Linked DNA regions of Zea mays: regions 1 and 2 are each linked to region 3. The links are chromatin contacts, called in public Hi-C maps. All regions are on one chromosome and are shown on one strand. The core of a region is the stretch at or near the end of the contact, and the rest is flanking DNA. Distances in the headings are between cores, read along the strand shown. Region 1 holds the start of LOC103628328 (ALA-interacting subunit 3). Region 2 holds the start of LOC100273974 (Tubulin-specific chaperone E). Region 3 holds the start of LOC103628325 (urease accessory protein D).

The links. Hi-C and Micro-C count contacts between places; a contact is called where the count stands out from the background.
Region 1: a Hi-C map of ear shows a contact between it and region 3, with 4 times the contacts expected there. The contact joins the promoter of LOC103628328 here to the promoter of LOC103628325 in region 3. A contact is called at or near these places in 6 of 25 Hi-C or Micro-C datasets (ear, endosperm, leaf and 1 more).
Region 2: a Hi-C map of ear shows a contact between it and region 3, with 4 times the contacts expected there. The contact joins the promoter of LOC100273974 here to the promoter of LOC103628325 in region 3. A contact is called at or near these places in 10 of 25 Hi-C or Micro-C datasets (bundle sheath, ear, endosperm and 3 more).

Annotation. Positions count from the first base shown.
Region 1 is chr5:88,209,078-88,212,069 of Zm-B73-REFERENCE-NAM-5.0, reverse strand. It overlaps LOC103628328 (ALA-interacting subunit 3), which reads left to right and starts at 1,364. Exons shown (of 8, transcript XM_008648547.4): 1 at 1,364-1,899; 2 at 2,509-2,567; 3 at 2,662-2,736; 4 at 2,817-2,930. The coding sequence starts at 1,815.
Region 2 is chr5:87,584,096-87,587,474 of Zm-B73-REFERENCE-NAM-5.0, reverse strand. LOC100273974 (Tubulin-specific chaperone E) reads right to left here and starts at 1,492. Exons shown (of 15, transcript NM_001360518.1): 1 at 1,169-1,492; 2 at 809-979; 3 at 593-639; 4 at 247-393; 5 at 78-152. The coding sequence starts at 1,478.
Region 3 is chr5:87,917,887-87,921,196 of Zm-B73-REFERENCE-NAM-5.0, reverse strand. LOC103628325 (urease accessory protein D) reads left to right here and starts at 1,481. Exons shown (of 6, transcript XM_020538438.3): 1 at 1,481-1,740; 2 at 1,914-1,988; 3 at 3,079-3,123; 4 at 3,214-3,310. The coding sequence starts at 1,564.

The sequences.
Region 1 (2,992 bases), core at 115-2,614, 290 kb before region 3:
ACAGCTAATAAAGAGAGCAACTAAACTAGTGAAAGCTAAAATTAAAACTAACAAGTTCTAGTTACCAGCCACTACAAGTAACTACCATACTAACAAAATAAGAATGCAAATGCAAGGGTGAGTAGTATACAAACCAATGAAGCAAGAGTAACACGAGATATATTCCCTGGTTGTTTGCTAGCAACTTACATCTCGTTGCCGTGAGTTCCCCACTCGATGGTTCACGAGTTAAGTAGTGTGGCAAGCTAGATTCACCAAAGGTGCCGCAAGAATTTGCTTGACAATGATTTTTACATCGAGTCTTATGGTGTCCATGGATACTAATGCCATTAATGGTTAAAAGTTTTCATACAATTTTAGAAAAAAATGAGTCATCTCCATTAAACGATGAGATACAAGGTTCAAAATATTTCCTTCAATTATCACTATGTTAGGTTTCCTTTGGAGAATTATGTATCTATATTACTTATGGTTTACTTAAATCTAAAGAAGAAATGTTAGAGGGTGTAGGAATGACCAAGTTTATATAAGAATGGGTCCACATATAGAGTCTCAAAGTAGTTTCAATAAGTCAAAGCTTGAAATATGCATCACTAGTACATTTATTTGATTTTGTAAATATTAACATATTTATCTCTTAACTTTGTCAAAGCGAGATGACTTTTACTTAGAGAAAACTAGAATGACTTAAAATTTGGAACTAAGAGAGTAATGAGTATCGACCTTATGCATTCGTGGGTACTGTGACAATGTAAACGCTATTGTATGTTTTTGCTTAGAATATTTTGTCGCCATTTAGTTTCATCAATGATCAATCTGTGAAACCCTAACTTGCAAGCCTAACCTATATTAATATTATTTCATATCATATTCTTGCTTGTATTATTTGACTTGGTGGTAGGGATTATCCTTCGTACGAATGTCAACCAGAGAATGCACGATTAATAACTAGAGATGTGGTGGTGTTACTATTGTAAGGTTTAGGACTTTAGGTCATTGTGATATGAAGATTAGATCACATGTTTTGATGTCAAAGGTGGTTTGTAGTTTTACTATGTGGTTCAGGTGATTACTCAGATGTCAAAGGTGGTCTGCAGTCTTAACTACTACTGTCAAAATGAGTGTTATGATGTACTTTCAAATATTATTAGCTAAAGTAGTGTTGAAATTGAAACTACCTGTAATTTTTTTTTTCAAAAACGTTATCATAGATCACAGAATCAAATTTTCAGGAATCCACAGCCGAACTAAACAGAATCATATTGTCTTTTAGTTGTTTTGATGTGAATGATTAGTGTTATCATAGGGTTTAGCACCAGCACGAGTAACTAGCAGATTCATAGAGGCGGTTTGTTAGGAAAAAAAAATGTACGCACATACAGGAGAGAAAAAAAAAAGCAGGACAATTCGACTCCTCCGGTCCTCCCTTGCCTTGGTCAGTTGGTCATCTCCGCCGGCTCAACCTCAACGCGGGTAGCACGACCACCACCAGTCCACCACCACGCCCACCTCCCCCTCTCTCCTCCTCTTCTATAGTCAAACCACCCCCCTCCTTCCACAAACCTTCGCAGAAGGGGCACACCGGCAAGGACGCAGCTTTTTCCCGTCTCCTTCTGGGTTCTACACTTCTACTTCTTTCCCCACCTCGCCTTCGTTCCGCCCGCCACCAAATCGCGAGGCAGCGGAGCCAGCGACGCCGTTCCTTTCGTTGTGCTTCCTTGGGTTCTTGCTGCCGGCCGCCGGCGATTTGGCGAGGTCCGTTTGGGCGGCAGGTAGAGGTAGGTAGAGGCGATCGTTTCTTGGCGGCTGGTGGAATGGATAGCCACGCCGCTGTGTCGAGTTCCGTCGGATCCGGGGATGGCGCCGCGCAGCCCAGGAGGAACTCCAGGAAGCCCAAGTGTGAGATCGTCTTCCTGATATTATCTCTATTTTAGGCTTTCATCAAGGGTATTCTCTCTACTTTCCTTTCTGTTTTCCTTGGGGTTTAGAACCTTTTCTTTTGGGTATTTGTAGGCTGGCTGTTTGTTAGTTTTGTGCTTGAATAAAAGTTTTATAGCCTTGTGAGGTGTGATTTCAAATAAGTGCCGAAATCTCGTGATATGGCAGAGAAACTTTTGAGTCCATGTTTTGCCTTTGTTAATACTAGATGATAATATGGGTGGAAGACTGGGAGCAAGAGAATGATATTTGCCATTACAACTGAACACGTTCACAAATTACCATCAGACCTACATTTCATAGACAGATCGACCCACAATTCATAGACACAATGATAATTATAAGGAGACAACGTTTCAAGTGACTAAATTTTAATTATTTCGACTGGGAGCTGAGAGTTTCACGAGATCAACAAAACATTGCAATTTGTTTAAGTGACAATCCTGCTTTTCATAAATTCATTTTTTGAAAAGATAATATATTCATATCAGCTTCGCTGGTTTTCCTTCAAAAACCCATTAGCTTCGCTGGAATTTAGTGATTCCTAACGTTGTCCTTCTGTGCAAACAGATTCCAAGTTTACGCAGCAGGAGCTTCCAGCTTGCAAGCCGATTCTTACTCCAAAATGGGTGAGCTCAATAGTACAGATTTCCCTTGTTGTTATCAGCTTCCCTACACCAAACCCCACAAATGGTTGTGCGCTTAACTTCTTATGTTACACAGGTTATTTCAGTATTTGTTCTTGTTGGTGTGATTTTTGTCCCGATCGGTATTGTTTCGCTGCGAGCTTCACATCAAGTATGACGAATACTCTATCTGCTTGGTTTGAAATATAAGCTACGTCGTTTTGCTTATGTTGATTGTTTTCTCCACTGCAGGTTGTCGAGATCGTTGATCGGTATGATGACGCATGCATCCCTGCTAATGTCACTGAGAAGCTTGCTTACATCCAGAATGATAGTATACCAAAAACCTGCACAAGAAATCTGACGGTAATGAAATTATCTAGATGTATTCTTCTAACCTGAAATTTTGGGAATGGAAAAACTATAGT
Region 2 (3,379 bases), core at 243-2,742, 330 kb after region 3:
TAATCCAAAACACCTAGATGTGTTCTCTATTATCATCAGATGCACATGGAAGTTGTCATATAAGAAGGAACACTAACCATGATCATATTAAGCCTGTTTGACATCAGGTGGAGTTCACTGATACATGAAAAGGAAACTTTAATCTTTTCAACCTGTTTTTAAAAACTTAAAATGAGCTCACAGTGTGATTGGCAATGACTAACAACAAAAGCTTCAAAGTGACAGTCTGACAGCAATTGGGTATACCAGTTCCCATGTTACACCACAGTTATTGAGAACAAGAATTCGGATATTCTCGAGCATTGGAGTTTCTACAACATCATTCTCCATGGTATTATTTGTCAAATTAAGAACTTCCAGGGATGCCAGTGCTTGACAAAGAGAGAATATATCCTGAGTGGGAACCAAAATGTTTTAGACACAACAAATGAATAAACAGTTAAACACAGAAGCACAGGGGATATGCTGCAAACATTTGGTAGTACCACCAAGACTTTCTCTTGTTGCTTTGATGTTATATAAAGTCACACCAATTGTAAGTGACTAAGTATAGCAATTGAAGTAACAAGAACCATTCTGTGGGAATTCTTACTTGCCACTGTGAGAACAGATTTCCAGTTAAGTCAAGAAGTTTGAGATCTGGAACATGCAAAAAAATAGCTGTCAGAACAAATGGAAACCTAGGCTTTAATAAGTCCCTGAAGAAATAAATGATAGCAGAACGACCTGCTCCAATTGCTAGACGCATTATGGCTTATTTACAATAAAAACAAGCAGTAAATGGACAAGATGATGATACAGTATTTACTTGGAACCAAACTGTTTAGTTCATTGGGCGCTCCAATTGAGCTCACTCCCATGTAAGAAACGGATGCACTGGCCAACTCATTGAAGTTGTTGAGCTTCTCCTGAACTTTGTCTGTGCCAACAAATTCAACCGAGACCCGCTTCTGGCTTGTCGAGAAGACATACATCTCATCTGAACACAGTGCGTCAAAGCATGCAGTCAGGGTTATTACGGAGGGAATTCAAGAAATTGAGGTGATGTTTGCACAAATATTTCTACTCCTTAGCTGAAAAAGGAAGTGAGCATTGCCGGATCAAAGGAACTGTGGAGGCAGCAAATTCAGGAGGCGTCGGTCGGCACGCACTGCAGTACTGCACTAACCCTGTTCCTCCTTGGTGAAGTCCTGAACGCGGTAACGTAGGCGGAGCGCGTCCGGGAGCGAGATCCCTCCGCTGAGCGCCGTGGGGCGCGCGAAGGTGGCCGAGCACTCTCCCACGGCAACAAAGTATCGGCGGCCGGCGAGCGAGCCATCGTGCCGGCCGCCAGCGCCATCATCCCAGTCGACGCCGACCCAGACTCCGCCGTGGCCCTCTACGGGGCCCAGGTAGCGCACCGTGCCTAGGCGGCGGGGGTCGCCGGCGGCGTGCACGCGCTGGCCCAGGCGGAAAGCAGCGGCGGTGGTGCTGGACATGACTGGACGCCGTGGTGGGCAACTGGGCATCTGGTCGTGATTGGTGAGAGGCGTGATGAGTGATGGAAGCCCATTGGGCTTGCCCCAGCTGTGCTTGTTCGGCCCAAACTGATAGTAGATGAAACTAAACAATACCGAACTTAAAAATATATCTAATCTTTCTTATATAGAACATGTACAGTAAATCACAATAATTTATTTTGTAATCATCAAATTATATCTAATCCACACTAATGACGCGGGCTCAGACTTTGCTCAAGATTAAGACCTCTAACGATGAAAATTGCTAATTATGCTCTAGTCCAATAAGAACCCATTAATGTCGCAGCTAAAATAGAGATAAATTTTTAATTGATACTATGGTTGAATTAAAACTATTAAGAACATTGCACAATACACATGAAAATAAACACATAGTGTCTAGTGATAATTGTTTAGTTATAATATTAATTATTATGTTTAGGTTTGATGTAGATTAGATTTGGTTGTTATCTAAATGTTTTTGTTGGGGGCCTTCGGCTTCCGAAGGTCCTCAAAAACATGATTTAACAATGTTTTTGGAGTATAATACATGAACAGGTACCTTCGGACTTGGATCAAAACCACAGTATGAAGAAGTACAAGGAATACGAAGGATGGTGCAGAGCCGAAGCTATGCGCAGGGGAGCTTCGGCATGATAGCAGAAAAGGAAACTGACTTAAAGATGAAAAGGCTATTTAGACCTCGATGGATTACTATGGAGTTATTAGCAAATGTAAAGGGCATGGGTGTAATTTTACATGGGCTGCGTCTGGTGCCTATAAATAGATGAACAGTGCTCCCGTATTGTTCACGCTGACTTTGCATTTGCTTTTGCGTCACGCTTGTACTTTTACCTTCTTTTAAGCCGAAGGTACACTTGTAATTTAATATCATTTCTATTTTTCCATAGTAATAAAATAGAAATGAGCTGATAATAATACATGACTGCTTATATCACCTTTTATGTTGTATATGATTCTTTCTTCATTATTATATGTCTTGTTGACGAAGGTAAGTCCTTCATAACCTTCGTCCGAAAATCATTATATCCCAAGGAAAATAATACTTCGAAGGACGAAGGACTTTAACGTTTAACATTCTTTGTGTTGCCTTTTTCTTAACTCATAGCATTTGAGATCAAGTCCCCAACATTGGCGCCCACCTCCGGTGAATCCTTTCGACCACCTTCGGCAAGCATTTGACCTTCGTCATGCCACCGAAGAAAGCTTCAGTGACAGGGATTGCTGCTCTGCAGCCACTGGACCCAAACCAGGAGACCCTTTCTCTTCGAGAGGCCCGAAGCCAGAAGAGGAAGGCCACCAGTGCAACGCCCCAGGAAGATGAATTGGACCAAGAAATCAGGAATATGGAGATGCTTCATCAGCAAGTGCAAAAGAAGAAGGAAAAAATGACTCGGTTAGCTGACCTACAAAGGAAGATTGACGAAGCCACTGAAGAAGTACGTCATCTCGCTCAAGATGAGCAAAACCGAAGGCCCCAGCACAGAGAGCTGCACCAAGAGGGTTTCTACAACGAGGGTGAATGGTATGAAGATTTCCATCATGGAAATTTTGCTTTTGATGATGCTTCTCCTCTGTCAGCAGAACTGCAGGCTACACCTTGGCCCCCGTCTTACAAGCCACCCCAGCTCCCCATGTATGACGGACACTCAGATCCGAAGCAGTTTCTGATGAGCTACGAAGCAACCATATCTTCATATGGTGGCAATACTGCAGTCATGGCGAAATCTTTCGTCATGGCAGTCAAGAATGTTGCACAAACCTGGTACTCCTCTCTTCGGCCAGGAACAATCACATCATGGCAGAAGCTGAAGGACATGCTGATCACCAACTTCCAAGGGTTTCAAACGAAGCCGGTT
Region 3 (3,310 bases), core at 232-2,731:
ACTAAAATTAATGCATGAACATAACACATCTGATGTAAAATATGTTTATCCATATTTAATCATATGTTTTTCTAATTAATTATTTGTGATAAGAAATAATTAATTTAAATAGAAATCACAACATAAAATATGCTTTATTCAATTTGCTATGTGCAATTAAATTGAATAAATAATATAGAGTATGCACATATATTAATATTGTACCAAAGTTTATTAATTCAGCAAAAATTTATAGGAAAACTGTAAAAAAAATCTCACTCCCGAGAAAACCGGATCAACGAGATCCATCCTTTGACAAGCTAGCATCCGTATTTTTTTACGCACTTAAGAAATTTTCATTTCTTTTTTTTATCCACTCACTCGACCGCAAATGATGGCTGGACCATGCGGAGTGGCGGAGAGGGAGTGCTACCCATCCGCTCGTCCATCTTTTGCTTATCACACTTTTTTTTAACCGCACAACGGCCGTTTGACTCGATCGCTCATGAAAGAGAAGGCCTCTACGAACGCAGTAGCTACTAGATCCGTTTTTCCGCGCAGCAGCTGCTGGCTGCCAGGCCACGCGTCAAGCGCATTTGAAACAGTTGTTCAGGAAGACAGGCGAGCCAGAGTGACGGGCGATGAGGTCATTGTTGGGATCATGACGACCGATGGCCTGGCTGATCTGGGGATCTCAGAAGAGCTGCAAGTTGAAAAAGTGGAAGGTCCAGAGGCCGTTATGGCCAGAGTGAACGGCGAGATGCCTTGCCCATCGGCTCGCGGGAGGACGGATAGTCTGCCGTAAAGCCCGTAAGCAGGGGTCGCGTCGGGCGGATCGGCTGCGTCCACGCTGGAGTGTGCTATCATAGCGATTCGCGCGGCGTGCAACCAGCAGAGCCGCTGATGGCATGCTTTTTCTTCACCGTGAATAATAGAATGGAAAGTAAATCACGGATTCAATCAAGAAATTGTATACCGTATTTCTTGATGTAGAACGGAAGTGAAACCTGTCGCGTAGGACAGTTCGGCAAGGCCGAGGGACCTGTCGACGTGACGAAGAGTTGATGCAGATCTAATCCTACAGTAACGTTAAGGTAGAGCGTACTGATAACATGTTGAGAACTACGTTACCACGGACCACCAGATCCACTCCCTTCCCTCCCGTCAGCAGTAGAGACACCTTCTCATAAGCACGACAACAAAAGAAACACACGAGACATAAGATGTAGGTTTGGGCCTTTGGCCTCTTTATCATCTCCACTCTATATGAGGGGTACATGTTTTATATATATAGAGACGTGATAGCCTTTCCATATAACCCTTCATTAGGGTTTTTCAATAGGAAACACAGCCCGTGTCCGTTCGCGGCCCAAAGCCATTCGCAATCCGCAGATGAGCAGGCCCAAATATCAAATACTTCCCGGCGGCACCGTGACGCGGTGGGCCGAGCAAGTGCTGCGTGGACTGGGCCTGCGTCAATCCCCGAACGAGGCAGATGCGCCTCGATCTGGTTGACCCGCCCGCCGCCCCCATCGCCCGTCCAATCGAACCGCTCTGTGGCGGTGGTGTTCTGGTCAGCCGGCGATGGCGACGCCGACGCCGATGGGGGCGGTGCGGGTGGAGAGGGTGCGGGGGAGGTCGGCGCTGACCCGCTGCTTCGCCAGGTACCCGCTCAAGCTCATCGCCCCGTCCAGGGTGGGCCCCTCCTCCTGTGACGCCGTCTGGCTCTACGCCCTCACCTACGGCGGCGGCATCGTCTCCGTGAGTCCGAGGACCCCCCCCCCCCCCCCCCCCCGCACACAACCCTCCACTTCCCATTCTCTCCGTTCTCGCCCGCTGCGCCGTTGCTGGGCACTCGCGGTTCGGAGATGCTTGCTGTAGCGTGACGGTCTCCTGTCCTGGTGCCGCGCTTGCTCCTGCGCCCGCCCTTGCAGGGGGACACCGTGTCGTGCACGGTCAGCGTCGGCGACGGCTGTACGGCGGCGATCACCACGCAGGCCTCGACCAAGGTACGCTGATTGCTCGATTCAAGCCTGGCTCTGCGCGTCCTGCCTATACTATACTTATACCATGGCTTGTTACGTTTGGTGTTATGATGCTTACCCGTGTATGCTGTATGGTACTGTATACAACATTGACCAGAGAATGTCTGGATTCCAATTACCAGCTCTGTAGGAATGTATGAATTATGATAAACTGGAGCCTATGAGCCTTCTACGTGCACTGTTTAGGCTGGACTAGTAGTTTGGTACTCGTTTCCCCTCAACAAATAAAGGCTTGGGCTAAAAAAATCCTACCTAATGGGGAAGTCGTTGGCGAAGTCACAAGGCCCTCCACTTTTCATTATAAAACCGATAAACCAGAAAAAGATGGATTGTTTTGCGAAAGAATCTTTGGACCCATAAAAAGCGGAATTTGTGCTTGTGGAAACTCTCGAGCGAGCGTAGCTGAAAACGAAGACGAAAGATTTTGCCAAAAATGCGGGGTAGAATTTGTTGATTCTCGGATTGTGGGAGGCATCCGTACCTGGGTAATTTCTTCGTCTGCTCATGGTAGAAACTAGTGGTTGTATGCGGAACACAAGGGCTGGCAAGTTAATTCTCCAAATCTGGGATCTCTGCCAATGGCCGAACACAATTCAAACTGTGTGTGTGTGTGTGTGTGTGGAGGATATGGGGAGGGGGTTTTTCTTTCTACTGTGAACCTTTTATAGTCGAACAAAGAATTAGCTCGCTGATTACTTTCTCTTACTAAGATTGCTTAGCTCTGCTCTTCGTCCTAGCTTTGGGGCACTACTCCACTGTTTCCTGCTTCAAGAAATCATCCAGCTCAGTTATTACCATGCCTAGGTTTCATGCATTGACAAGTTCATAGAAAGCGTCAACTGAAAATGCTGATTTCCTTCATTCATGTATTTTGTCTACTCCATGTCAACTGAAAAGCTAGTTTCACTCAAATCCGTTGTATTTTTTTTTCTGGACGGCAAGTACTCATGCAAGCTTAACAAGTCTGCCGATGAAATTGTCAATTGGAAAACTAGTTTGCTTCAAATCTGCTGACTTTGTTTATTCCATTTCTGATTGGCAAGTACTTTTGTAGGTGTACAAGGCTGTGGGTTCAAAATGTTCTGAACAGTTGCTAGAGGTAATACCTCTTCCAAGGCAAGGGCTCTATGCTCTTAGTTGCGTTCCTAACTAGGAAGGTCCATGATTAAACATTTAATGCATGCAGTAGGCCAGAGTTGGGGAAGACGCCCTGCTGGCTGTTATTCCAGACCCTGTAACCTGCTTCTCAACCGCTCGGTACCACCAAAAGCAAGTTTTCCATGTTT